3 separate regions of the Mus musculus genome follow, and all the other regions are linked to region 2. Evidence: chromatin contacts called from public Hi-C data. All regions are on one chromosome and are shown on one strand. Each heading gives the region's core, a stretch centred on a gene start, on an enhancer-like site or on the middle of the called end of the contact. The rest is flanking DNA. Distances are from core to core; before and after follow the strand shown.

Region 1 (4,222 bases), core at 496-2,995, about 13 Mb before region 2:
ACCACACGTAGCCAATCACGGAGATTATTCTTCTTAAGGTATTTCTTGGTAAGATATTTCAAATACCTTTGAGACAAAACCATGAGTTTATTAGATGTGTGATCAATCCTATCATGAAAACACGCACTGCCACATTTGTAACTCCTACTCACTAGGACTTTGGTTTTAAGAAGCAACCAGGACAAGAGCAGCCTCTCAACCCCCTAGTACAACACACCATGAAATCTGCTGTCTGTTGACTCAAAATATACTAATATTCCCCATTTATGAAATGAAATAGACAGCAAGAGTCATCCTGACTCATATGCAAACACCTTTAAACAGACTAACAGCCATTTTCGCAGACTAATGCCTACGAGACATCCCACCACAACGTAAAAACAGAAGAACAGACCTTTTGGAGAACTGTTTCTCAGAAACAACTGTGATTTTATTCTTCAGGCGTTCAATGTGAACAACATTGCCAAGATTTCCAGTTTTTCCATTGACTTTAACCTTCTCCCGTAGAAACTGTTCCTATTTTCAAACAGAAAGAATGCAAAACTAGGGAAGGAAACCCTAGATGGTCACTAGGGAAGGTACCCTAGGAGCACAGCTTAGGTTAATATCAAGTACTACATTTAAATGCCAACAACTATGCAATCACAGTAAGACACTTACAAAATTTCCAGAGTCAAAAATTCCATCTTCTACTGGATGAGTAAGGTCCAAATGAAACCTCCAGGTGGACTTCTTAGGCTTCTTGTCTTTCTGCTAGACATAATTATGATGCCATTAAAGCAGTTTATTCAGCTTAGACACTGAATTCCCAAGAAAAAAATTACCAACTCAGCATACATCTGGTATAATGGGTTATACACAGACTTGACCAACACCTGAAGGAGCCTGTGCTCTATGTAAAGGTTACTCATTAGCTTGGTTTAAACCAATGTTTCAATTCCCATGAAACGTCATCATTTCCAGTTAAGTACCTTCCAAGTGTAAGCTTATTTTAGTAGAGAAATCTTGCTTGATTATGAAGAACTGCTTCCTACTGTAACTGATGTTATTTCCAATTTCAAATTAAAACACCCACCTGGGTGCTTTTCAAGTTTTATCTGAACTTAAAACACCATTTTTAGGGTAATGGGTCTCTTTATGCTTTATTGTAATTGGTCCAAACAGAGTCACCTAAATGGCTACCAATTAATAATACCTTCACCACCCTCCAATTATCGCAAACCCGGAACTGGCATTTGAGTGAATGACGGGGTGGACTCGCTCACTGCCGTGCAGTGAACAGGCAGTCCCGATGGGGCCATCAGACGTCACTCAGTTTTGAATCCTTACTCAGCAACCTTATTTTTAACAATTTTGGTTATAGTGACTTTCCAAATGTTTAAACCACGCTCTTCAAACTGCTAACGTCATTGCAACCGCGGACCTGGCCACTTAGGCTCTCTTCCGTTGACAGGGTGACCACAGGCCATGGAGAAACCCAGAGGCCCAGAGACCGACCGCGCCCGCCGATACTAAGCTAGTCGCGGGCCCGGCTCCCGCCGCGCAGGCCGCACGGCACTCACGGACGGCTCCGCAACCCGGATTCTATCGTCCCAGTCGAGCCGCCAGGCCGACTCTCTTCCCACCGCCTTCTCTCCTGCGGCGCTCCCGCTCGCTAGACGCAATAGCTACCTGTAATACCCGAGCCCCGCACACGCGCGCGCACTCACCGGCGCCATGTTGAGCTGCAGCCGTGGGAAGAGAACGGGCTTGCGCCGCACGCACGCTTTTATATAAAAACGTGCTGCGTCATACGCAGAGCGTGCGAAATACGCAACTCGGAACCGGATATGCACGGAGTGCTTGGCAGTCACCTAGGAAACGGAGGCGTGGCGTTGGGGGGCGGGGATGCCCTGGCGTTTGGTTTCCGCCTGCGTCTTCGAGTGGGAAGCCGGAGCCGACTGATTCTCTGCTCTGGCTGTGGACTTTGCAAACTTACAAACCAGAGTGGAGTAAGTTCAAGGGATGCAGGAGTTATCTGTTATAATTCAGGGCAAGGCAGACTCTCAATGTTGCTTTATGATCGTCTCTATTATGTTGCGATTATAGTCCTCCAGAGAAAAAGTTCTATGCTTTGCCTAGCTTTTAAGGTAGAGGATGTCCTTCTGAGAAGAACAAGTTGAGTACACTTTGGGTTTATTGGATAGGCATAATTTATTGTACTTTCTACTTACTGACTCACAATCTGCTGAAACCTAACTATCAATGTTTACAAAGTACACTAGGATGGACGTACCTTGATGACAGAAAGTAAAAAAGCATTTGAATTTTGAGCGGTTGTAATTGACGCCAGGTCAGAAAAGTGGTGAGGCTGTTGGTGTTCAGTAGTATACGTTTCTGTTAGTGTGAAACTCTAGTATTTAGGGACAGGAGATGGGATGGACTTTAGTTGTTGATTTGGAAAAGGCCCTAGAATGTAAGAGTTGTGTTCTATCCAAGCGATCGGTAATAGGCGTTAATACAGTGTAGGGTATGGTGCTAGTGGTGCTGAGGTTTTAGAAGAAATCAATTTCATTAAATTTTAAAATCTTTTTGCCTTAAGAATCACAAAAACTTTTCGTTCCAAATGTTCAGGCAGGGGCCAGGGTTGACATTTCTTCCTAAAGGGCTTCCTGTTCTGCAGATCAAAATGATCATTAGATATTTTGAAAATAGGCCATTAATTGACATTTAAAATTTTTGTTTTGCTTATCTTTGGCAACTTTCTGTGTCATAACAATAACCACTTAAGCCAATTATTTAAAGGAGATGAGAGACTCCCAGGACTCAAAGGGAGGAACCTTAGATGAAACACCCTACAGTAGGGAGAGGAACTTTTAGAGCCCACCTCCAGCAGGAATACAGGACAACAAGTGAGGGATGGGGTTGCCATCCCACAGTCACACCTCTGACCCATAATTGTTCCTGTCTGAAAGAATTACCTGGATGGAAATGGAGAGGAGCCTGAGGAAAAGAAGGTCCAGCTACAGACCCAAAGTGGGATCCAGCTCAAGGGGAGGCCCCAGGGCTATTACTGAGGGAGGCTATGTATAGAGTGTTCACAAAAAGGATCCTATCATGACTGCCCTCCAAAAGACCCAACAAGCAGCTGAAAGAGTCAGATGCAGATATTTGAACCCAACCAATGGACAGAAGCAGCTGAACCCTGTTGAATTAGGGAAGGCTGAAAGAAGCTGAGAAGAGGGTCTGTTCTACAGTAGGAGGCCCAGCAGTCTCAATCTGGACCCTCAAGATCTCTCAAACACTGGACCACCAACCAGGCAGCATATACCAGCTGATATAGGCCCCCAACACACATACAGTAGAGGACTTCCCAGTCTGTGTTCATTCAGAGATGATGCCTCTAACCCCCAACAGGCTGGAGACCCCAGGGAGTTTAGAGGTCGGGGTGGGGGTGGGGGTGGGGGGGCGTGGGGACATCCACGTAGAGACGGGGCCGGGTGGGGAGGAGATGTGGGATGTGGAGCAGATGGAGGGTGGATGGAGGGCAAGAAATGGAATATGGAGTGTAAAAAAATTAAAAATTAAATTTTAAAAAATAGACGAGTAAAATGAAAAAAATTAAAAGTGATTCTAAGTAACTGGTCATCCCCCAAATACTAAATTAGAAACCATAATGGGTGAAAATGATTAAACTTTTTTCTCTGGATTAAAAAAAATATTAACCAGATAGCAAGAATTAATGTTGTCAATAGTTCTTTCTAAGCCCTGGATTTCCTACAGAGTGCATCATGACATATACGCCTGTCTTAGTTACTATTCTACTGTTGTGCAGACACCATGGCCAAAGCAATTTGTAGAAGAAAGTTTGTTGGTGACTTATATAGTTTCAGAGGGTGAGTCCCTGACCATCAGAGCAGGGAGCATGACAGCAGGCAGACAGGCGACAGGTAGAGCACTGGAGCAGTAGCAGAAAGCTTACATCTTGACCCACAAAGCAGAGAAGATTAACTGGGAATGATGTGAGCTTTTGAATCCTCGAAGCCTACCCTCAATGATATATCTCCAACAGTCTCACATTTCCATCCTTCCAAATTGGGGCACTCAAATATATGAGTTTATGGGGGGCCATTGTCATTTAAACCATCAGTTTTTTGCTTGTTTGCTTTTGGTTTTTTTTGTTTTGTTTTTATTTTGTTTTTTTTTTTTGTTTGTTTTTTTTGGGGGGGGCTTTAAAAAGCCC
Region 2 (4,149 bases), core at 589-3,088:
TAACTAACACACTACAATGTATCTGGCATATATAAACTCTTATATAAAATGTAGTGTGGCATGAAGAAAGTTATTCTGGACAGAGCACTATTATTTCTAATTAACCAGCCTTGGCACATAAAATCCCAGGAAAACCATTGAAAGCATCAATAGAAACAATAAATCTTCACCTAAAGGGCTATTACAGATCTTATTTTTTAAGTAGTACTTAGTTACTGGGGAACGGGGAAGAAAAAAAAAAGCAGGAAGTGTAATTGTATTTAGTGTCACTTCCGGCACTACAAAACGTTACAAATATATAGCTCATTGTAATGTTCTTTAATTGGCACCACCCCAAGAAAGGAGTTATTGTTCTACACTAATATCACATGTTAAGCCATGTTTCAATCAGCTGACTACTTTGTTCCACACGCATAAATACAAACTACATTTGTGTTTTAACTGCCTTACTTTTAGTGGTAGTTTTTAAATAGCAAATCATATAACACTAGCAATAACTGCACAAATAATTTCCTTCTCGGGCTTTTGTAAGAAACCAGATCGAGACACGCCTTCCAATCAGAGCGCTGCTGTAAGATTACATACTTGTTAGGAGTTCTATAGTGGTGTTGTCTCCTTGCAAGCAACTTCACTGATTCTATTCAGTGATTGGGGCATGATTTTCACCCAATGTGGCATAGAACGCCATGTGATTTGCCAAGTTTAAATGTAATCCCGAAATTTCAAACAGAATGCTGTTCACTTTAAAAACTTATCCAACTATACACAAATGTAGAAAAAAGTATGACCTAAGTTATGTAACAAACATAAATGGTAAACTGAAGAAATAACATTACGTTCATTGAAATACAACCAAGACAGCTGTTTCTTCTTAGTACTTCGGTTTCTACAAACCCAGGAGCTAAGTAAATGTTGTCTGTTAGCTGCGTTGGATGTTTTTCTATCCTTTATATTTAGAAAGAAGTGCAAAAACAAGAAAGAAACCGCTTACAGTTTTTTTTAAAAAAAAATCACATCAAGGGAACACCTAAGGGGAAAACAAACAAACAAACTCACCTTTATTTCCTTGCCCTTTAGGTCTCTGAAGCAAGACGACAGAGGTGGTAAAGAGGGGGAGGGGGAAGAAAAGTGCGTTAAACAGAGCCACTGCAAACAAGTTCTTCAGAACAATCCGCGTAGGTGTGAACCCCACCAGATCCTCCGCAACCTCTCCGCCCGGCCGCCTCCCGCCGCCTCTCCGCCTCGCCTCCGGCACCCGCCAGCTCCGGGCCCCGCGGCGGCCGCCGGGACCTCCGGGCCTGTGGTCACGGGCGCCGGCCGCAGACTCAGCCGCCCGCGCTCAGGCCGGCCTGGGCAGCAGCCCCGACAACCGGGACCCGCGGCGCCGTTACGGAGCTAGCGGCGGCTAGAGGAGCCGCGCCGCACGCGAGGGTGGAGCTCTGCAGCTCCGGCCTTCGCCGAGCCGGGGCCCTGCTCCCTCACCTGATCCACGCTAGTGGCTGACATTCTTCACCGTAACCCGAGAGGAACCGCCGCCGCCGCCGCCGCTGCCTGGGCCTCGCCGAGAGCACTCACAGCAGTCGACTACCGCCCTCGCGAAGCTCTGCTCCGGCCTCCGCCGCCGCCGCTCTCGCAGGCTCCAGGGAGAGGGCTCACGCTCGGGAGTCGCGGAAGGGGCCCGAGCTCGCCGCCTGCACACTGCTCGTCCCCGCTCGTCCTCCGATCCTCGGGCCCACAATGGCGGACAGGCGCCTCAGCCCCACTTCCGCTCCGGGCCGTCCTGACCTTCCGCTATCCAGTCTGACGTCCACGCACACCTCGCAGTTCCTCCCCCACTCCCGCCACGGCCTCGGGCTCCGCCCCCGCCGTGCACGTCATCGGAGAGGGGAGGGGGGCAGAGACCCGGAGGCGCAGCTGTACTTTAGACGCATGCGCGGTACCGTGAGCGTTGGGCTCGGGCGTTGTTAGCCTGGAGGCTACAGAAGCGGTCCAGCAGCGCCTGTCCGCTCAGCCACCACCGGGCGTGCGTGCGTGCGTGCGGGGTGCGGGAGCACGCTCTCAATGAATGCTTTCTAACTCTCTACTGGGATGGGGTTGGTTTTTATTGAATAAAATAGCCTTCGGAAAGAGAAACAGTTGCAAGACTGCTGCCCCTCCCGAAAAAAAGAAAATGTTAAAATGTCCCTAGAAACTGGTAATGTTACTTTCTTACCTGTTGGCAAAAACAAAGAAAGTCAGTCCAATTATAATTTTGGCATTTTTATTGAATTTCCTTCCCAAGTAAGATTTCTTTACAGGTGTGGTGTAGTGTGCATTCCTAACTAGCCAAATCCTTTTAAAACCTCCCAGTTTAAGTGCTAACCTATGAAGCAGGAAATTAGGAAAATCACAGTTTTCTATATGTAGTACCACAATATTTTAGAATCACTGTGTCAAGATTGCTTCTCATGCAAATCCTCAAAAGGCAATTTTAGGTGTGGTCAACCCAAATCCCTTTCTCTTGTGTTCCTTCTGTTCGGACCCTGAGCTGCAAATCAGTCCATTTCCCAAGGTCCCCCTTATTCTACATTGCTCTACCTAGCTCCCACTCCCAAAAACATTTTTGGTTTTCAAGGAGTTTGTCGGAAGAGGAATTGAGGCTGGAAAGTTGAAAGTGCATAGCGAAAACTAATAGAAAAGGCTTGCAGGCCTTGACTTTACTCCTATCTGAGAAGCATGGCTTTGGAATTCCACGAATCTCAGTTTGAATTCTTACCTAGCAATGATTAGTTTATAACCTTGGAGAAGTCTCTTAACCTAAACCTTGGCGTCATGAGTAAACTAAGGCCTGACATACATAATCAGCCACTTCTTGTTTCTTCACTGAGTGAGTCCCCGCATCAAAACTGTAACTCAGTGAGTACTCCTGAAATGTCAGGCAATATAATTGATTAAATAGTCACAGTATCTTGTGTGATAACTGCTGCTACAAAAATTGAAGGCTGGGTGAGGGAGCACATACCTTTAAACTCAGCACTTGAGGGTGGATCTCTGTGAGTTTGAGGCTAGCCTGATCTATATGAGTTCCAGGACAGCCAAGGCTACGTTTCAAAAATTAAAAATTTTTTAAAACCTCATTCTGTAGCCGAGGCTGTCCTCGAACTCAGAAATCAGCCTGCCTCAGCCTCCGAGTGCTGGGATTAAAGGTATGCGCCACCACTGCCTGGCTCCAAAGTAAGTTTAAGAAATAGTCCAAGGCCAGCAAAATGGCTGGGCAGATAAGGGCACTTACACCAAAAACTGACAACATGAGTTCTATACCTGGAACCCACGTGATAGGAGAGAACCACTCCTGAAAATGTTTTTCCGATCCCCGTGTGTGTGCCCCTGGGATCACCTCTAGAACACTCCATCAGTGCCGCAGAGGTGGCTGTTCTCCTTCCAGCCATCATCACAACCCCACCACACTAAAAGGAAAGAGAAAAGAGCGGGGCAGGCAGGGAGAGCAGAGTGCTCTCTCCGGATATTTCATAGCAATTTTATTTCCCACACCTGTCTACCTCCTACTAACTACAACATTGTTCTCTGAAAATTCTTGGTTGCAAGGGAACTGAAACATGTATTGTGAAATATATGTTCAACTGAGGATCAAGAATGTTACCACCCAGGAAGAATAATAGATGACAACAGAGACATAATAAGTAATGACCTGTGTGTAAAACTCTTTCCCAAATTCACTCTGCTAGCTAGTACTATTTAAATTTTTCTTTGAAACTTTTTCCAGTATTTATACTAAGATTTTTAAGATTCTGTATTACCTTCAAGTAACAGTAGATGAGCCAAGCACAGATAGTTTATAGGACTGAATGATGCATTTTAAATGTAAGATATCTAAATACTGTATATAGTAAGGTAAAACTAATAGTTAACAGAATTGAATACAGAGAAATACTTTTTAAAGTGTTGTTTTGAAATAGGCCTCTTTCCCAAGCATTCTTGTAGTTATTGAAAGGAAATTTATAAAGGCAAGAAAAAGGCAGAAGAAATCATGTAGCCTTGTGTTTCCTTTAAATGGTGTCTCTCAAGTGTGATTCTTGTCTCTTGGGAAAACTACAGCTTTTCCCTAGAACTTGTTATAAAAGCAGACTCTAGACATTGGCTAAATTTACT
Region 3 (4,171 bases), core at 664-3,163, about 17 Mb before region 2:
TCTACCCAGTTTGGTGCTAGTTACAAAGAGGCACCCAAAGAGAATCACAGAGCTATTTAGTTTAGACATACCCAGTTTGGAGAAATTCCTAGTTTAAAAGGAGATGCATATGCAACTGTTTGAATGAAAATGTCTCCTATAGACGCTGATATTTAAACATCTGGGCCCCAGTTGGTGGTGCTGTTTATGGAGGTTTAGAAGATGTGGGCCTTGATGTAGGAAGCTGTCACTGGGGGACAGGCTTTGAGTTTAAAGCCCCCACTATTTCCAGCTGCTTCATGCTTGAGGTTGGACACGTGAGCCCAGATTCCTGCCCCACCATCATGCCTGCTGTTAGCTGCCATACCTCTCTCAAACTGGACTCTTACCTCTCTGGAATCATAAGCTAAAGTAAACTCTTTCTTCTAGAAGCTGATTTTGTTTTTTTGTTTCTTGGTTTTTTTTTTTTTTTTAATCACAGCAACTGAAAAATGACTAATACACTATGTGAGATGGGTAATTTACTAACTTCTCTGCTACAGTTTAATCCGAAAAATGTATTTAATACTTACCTCATAGGATAGGATGACTAAATGCCTTGAATGTTTTAATGTATAAAGCACTTACAGTGCTGACAAACAATAAGCCGATAAATATTAGCTAACGGTAATTATTACTGTCACACTTCTTGCCAGGGAAAAGACTACCGTTCCTAGAGAAACTACTATAGTTTATTCTCAGAAAACCCTACACAGCAGTTAAAATGAGTGGGCACAGATCTACTGACTCAATGCAGATATAGATTTGTTAGTGTGAGGATACTATTTAACTCTTGATGGGTGCGTGTTACCTGTACACGGCAGAGAAAGGAATACCCCTGCCTCATCCCAGAAGCAATTTGCTCCCAATTTACAACGAGTCTTTAAACTTTGAGCTGGTTGTTTAACTCTTGCCAATATTTTTTTCTTCGTTAACGTGAGGGATGGCAGCACCATCTCCTGTCAACATCCCCCCTAGAGGAGAGTCTCTAACTAGGTAACTACTCTTAAACAAAACAGTACTTAGAAGCCTTGTTTTCGTTATCGCCGATCTAGAAAAGGCTCCCGCCCAGCCGGACAGGAGAACTGCAGCCTGTACCTCAGGGATCCGCTCATCTGGGGACCGAGCACGCCTGGAACGATGTCCAGGCTGTAGTGGCTGCTGAAGGACCCAGAGCAGCAGCCGCAACACCGGGCGCCACTCGCACCCAGTGCCAACCCCGGGGGCCCGGAACCTCCGCGAGCTGCCCGGGACCAACGCGCGGCGGAACCGGTACAGTGAGGGACCCGGCGTGCCAGGGACTGCCATCAGAGCCCAGCCGGTAAGACGCGCCAAGGCCCTTCCTTGAGGCCATCTCGGAGCAGCGACGGGACAAGCCGGAAACCTATTGCGCGCCGGCCCGGGTCCGAAGAGAAGGAGAGGCCGTGGCCCATACGGGGACCGGAAGCACCGTCCAAAGACCGGAAGGGCCCGCCGAGGACCGGAGGGAAACGGAAGCGACTAGGGACCAGGCCGGTCGTTCCGGTCCGCACGCCCCGAGGCGCCGCTGCGCTCACTCACCTCCGCCGTACACGCCGCCGCTCATGGCTACTGTCTGGCGGGGACTGGCCGAAGACTACCGGACGAAAGATAACAGCGGCGTGACTCCTCTCCCTGAGAACGCCGGCCCCGCAAGCCTGCAACTTCCAACGCCGCCCCCTCCGGCAACAAAGCAGCGGCCGCACGCCCGCTGCACAGCCACTCTTGCTGGTTTCTCGTATCAACCAATGACAAAGGGTCCGGCTTAGTCATTAGCCAATCAGAGTGTGGCGCTGCTGCATCCCCGCGCGGTTTAGCCGTCTTAGCCAATGGAAGGCATCCGTAGGGGCAGGGAGAGGGAGAAGCGACAGAAGAAGGGAAGGTGTTGGGGTACGGGCAGGAGGGGGCGGAGCTTCGCGGGCGGGTGAGGTGGGTGGAGCTTCGCGAGCGGCCGGTAGGGTGGACCGAGCTTCCAGGAGCAAGGCGGGGGGAGTGGGTGGAGCTGTGCTTCGCGCGCGAATAGAGTAGGAGGAGTCTTAGGTGGGCGGGCGAGTGGGAGGGGCTTGGTGCAGGAGTGGGCCGGGTTTCGAGAGTGAGTTAATTAGGTACTGGGAATTAAGAGGCTTGCCTCAGGCCATCAACCGCTCTGGTTCTAAAGGATGGCTGCTCCCCAGGAGCCAAAGGAACTTGAGTGCAAGGAATCTGGAACTTGAGTTAGTTACCTGGGAGAGATCCCTGGCCTTTGATTGTGATGAATTCGGAATTTTTTTTTTTTTAAGCAGAAATACTTCAACTAACATTTATACTTGAAAAAGAAATGTGCACTTCACTTTGAATTAATCAGCAAATCAGATATAATAATAGGATCCATCATTTTAAACAATGGCTATTTATATTAAAAGACAGTACATTTTTCCAGCTAGATTTAGATAGCATTTAAAAATCATGACTTCAGTTTCTTTCATTTCTGTGAAAATCATTCACCAAGCAAGTGGAGCACTATTCAAGGAAGCACCCATTTGTAAATACCTCCCCAATCCGTGTCTACTGTTCTTAGTCTACATCTCTATCAGTGTCGCCCAGAACACTGTCTTTTCTTACCCCAAATTACTGCAACAATTTGTCCCTCTGCTTCTCTAGGCCTTAGATAGCCTGATCTATATAACCAAAGGCCCAAACCAGTCCTGCCATTCCAAAGCTCAAGTGTAATGTAGCTCTGTACCTGGTAGCAGTGCTTAAATTGAAGTGTCTAGGGTCTAGCTACATAGTGGCTACTTGTAACCTTAGGTGGGTTGAATAAACTCTCATCCATTTCCCTGCCATTAAGGTGGCAGGAATTGACCTGTCTGTCATAGGTTCAGGAATAACGCTAGTAAGAAAATGCTCTCCCGTTCACTTGACACTGTGTGCTGTGAGCTGACAGTGATGGTTTGGATTTGGGTTTTTTGAGAGAAAGTCTCACTGTGTAGGCCAGGCTAGTCTCCAAGTTGTAATCCTCCTGCCTCTGCCTCCTTGTACTGGAATTATAGGCACATGCCACCGTGTGTGTATTACTACATTTTAAATGATTCAAAAACAGTTTTAAGAATACTATGATACTCCCATGTCAGAAACCTTGTGCTGTGTTTTACTGGAGCATAGCCAAGCTTATTCACAGCTGTGCCTGAGGTGATGTGTCTGGTTAAGATGTAGAGCACATTACTGCCAAGTGACCTGTGGGAGGGGTTGCTTACTTCTCAATGTATGCAACACCTAACACAGCCTGCCTCAGTGCTGTGTACTGTGGTCCCCATGATCAGTGCTCACTGCCGATCAGCACCCCAAAACAATTCTATTTCCAGTCATGTTTTCATGTTTGACTAAATAAAACTGATAGGTTATTATGGACTGTGGTTCCAAGCCAGGCATTGTGGCACACAGTTTTAATCCCAGAATTCAAGAGGCAGAGGCAGGTGGATTTCTGTGAGTTTGAAATTAGCCTGGTCTACATAGTGAGTTCCAGGCCAGTAAGGGATGCATACTGGCTACATAGCAAGACCCTGCCTCAAATAGATATATACATGATAAATGTATAAGTACTATGGTTCCAATAATGAAAAATTGGAGAGATATTATTTTACTTTATAATATATAGTAGTACAGTTAAACCACTATCATTTAAATATCTAGCAATTCATTTACAAGTTTGATGGATTTACAGATTGATATCCTTTACCAATACCATCTGCAAGATCTCTCATGAATTTAAGAGAATAAACCTTAGAATTAAAAATACCTCTTTGGGGGCTGGAGAGATGGCTCAGCAGCTAAGAACACTGACTGCTCTACCACAGGTCATGAGTTTAATTCCCGGCAACCATATGGTGGCTCACAACCATCTGTAATGGGATCCGATGCCATCTTCTGGTGTGTCTGAAGATAGGTACAGTGTGCTCATATACATAAAATGACTAAATAAATCTTTTAAAAAAGAAATTATTTATTAAAAAAATACCTCTTTGGGCCGAAGAAGAATCAAGTATTTGTTCCATACTCTCCAGGGTTCAACAGAAACCAGAGCTGTTCAGCAGGGTTGATTACAACATCTTGAGCTCACTGCACCTAACCCAGAGGATACAGAAATCTAAAAGCAAAG

The links. A called contact is a pair of places that touch in the nucleus more often than the background predicts.
Region 1: a Hi-C map of Th1 cells shows a contact between it and region 2, with 13 times the contacts expected there. The contact joins the promoter of Rpl22l1 here to the promoter of Ythdf3 in region 2. A contact is called at or near these places in 2 of 484 Hi-C or Micro-C datasets (CD4 T cells and Th1 cells).
Region 3: a Hi-C map of muscle stem cells shows a contact between it and region 2, with 6 times the contacts expected there. The contact joins the promoter of Actl6a here to the promoter of Ythdf3 in region 2. A contact is called at or near these places in 1 of 39 promoter capture datasets (pre-B cells) and 1 of 484 Hi-C or Micro-C datasets (muscle stem cells).

What each region holds. Positions count from the first base shown.
Region 1 is chr3:28,803,031-28,807,252 of GRCm38.p6, reverse strand. Rpl22l1 (ribosomal protein L22 like 1) reads right to left here and starts at 1,745. Exons shown (of 4, transcript NM_001347226.2): 1 at 1,710-1,745; 2 at 661-750; 3 at 395-516; 4 at 1-66. The coding sequence starts at 1,718. It overlaps Gm32950 (predicted gene, 32950), which reads left to right and starts at 1,902. Exons shown (of 3, transcript NR_166194.1): 1 at 1,902-1,991.
Region 2 is chr3:16,180,854-16,185,002 of GRCm38.p6, reverse strand. Ythdf3 (YTH N6-methyladenosine RNA binding protein 3) reads right to left here and starts at 1,838. Exons shown (of 5, transcript NM_001145919.2): 1 at 1,483-1,838; 2 at 1,057-1,081. The coding sequence starts at 1,506.
Region 3 is chr3:32,706,288-32,710,458 of GRCm38.p6, reverse strand. It overlaps Actl6a (actin-like 6A), which reads right to left and starts at 1,913. Exons shown (of 14, transcript NM_019673.2): 1 at 1,579-1,913. The coding sequence starts at 1,603.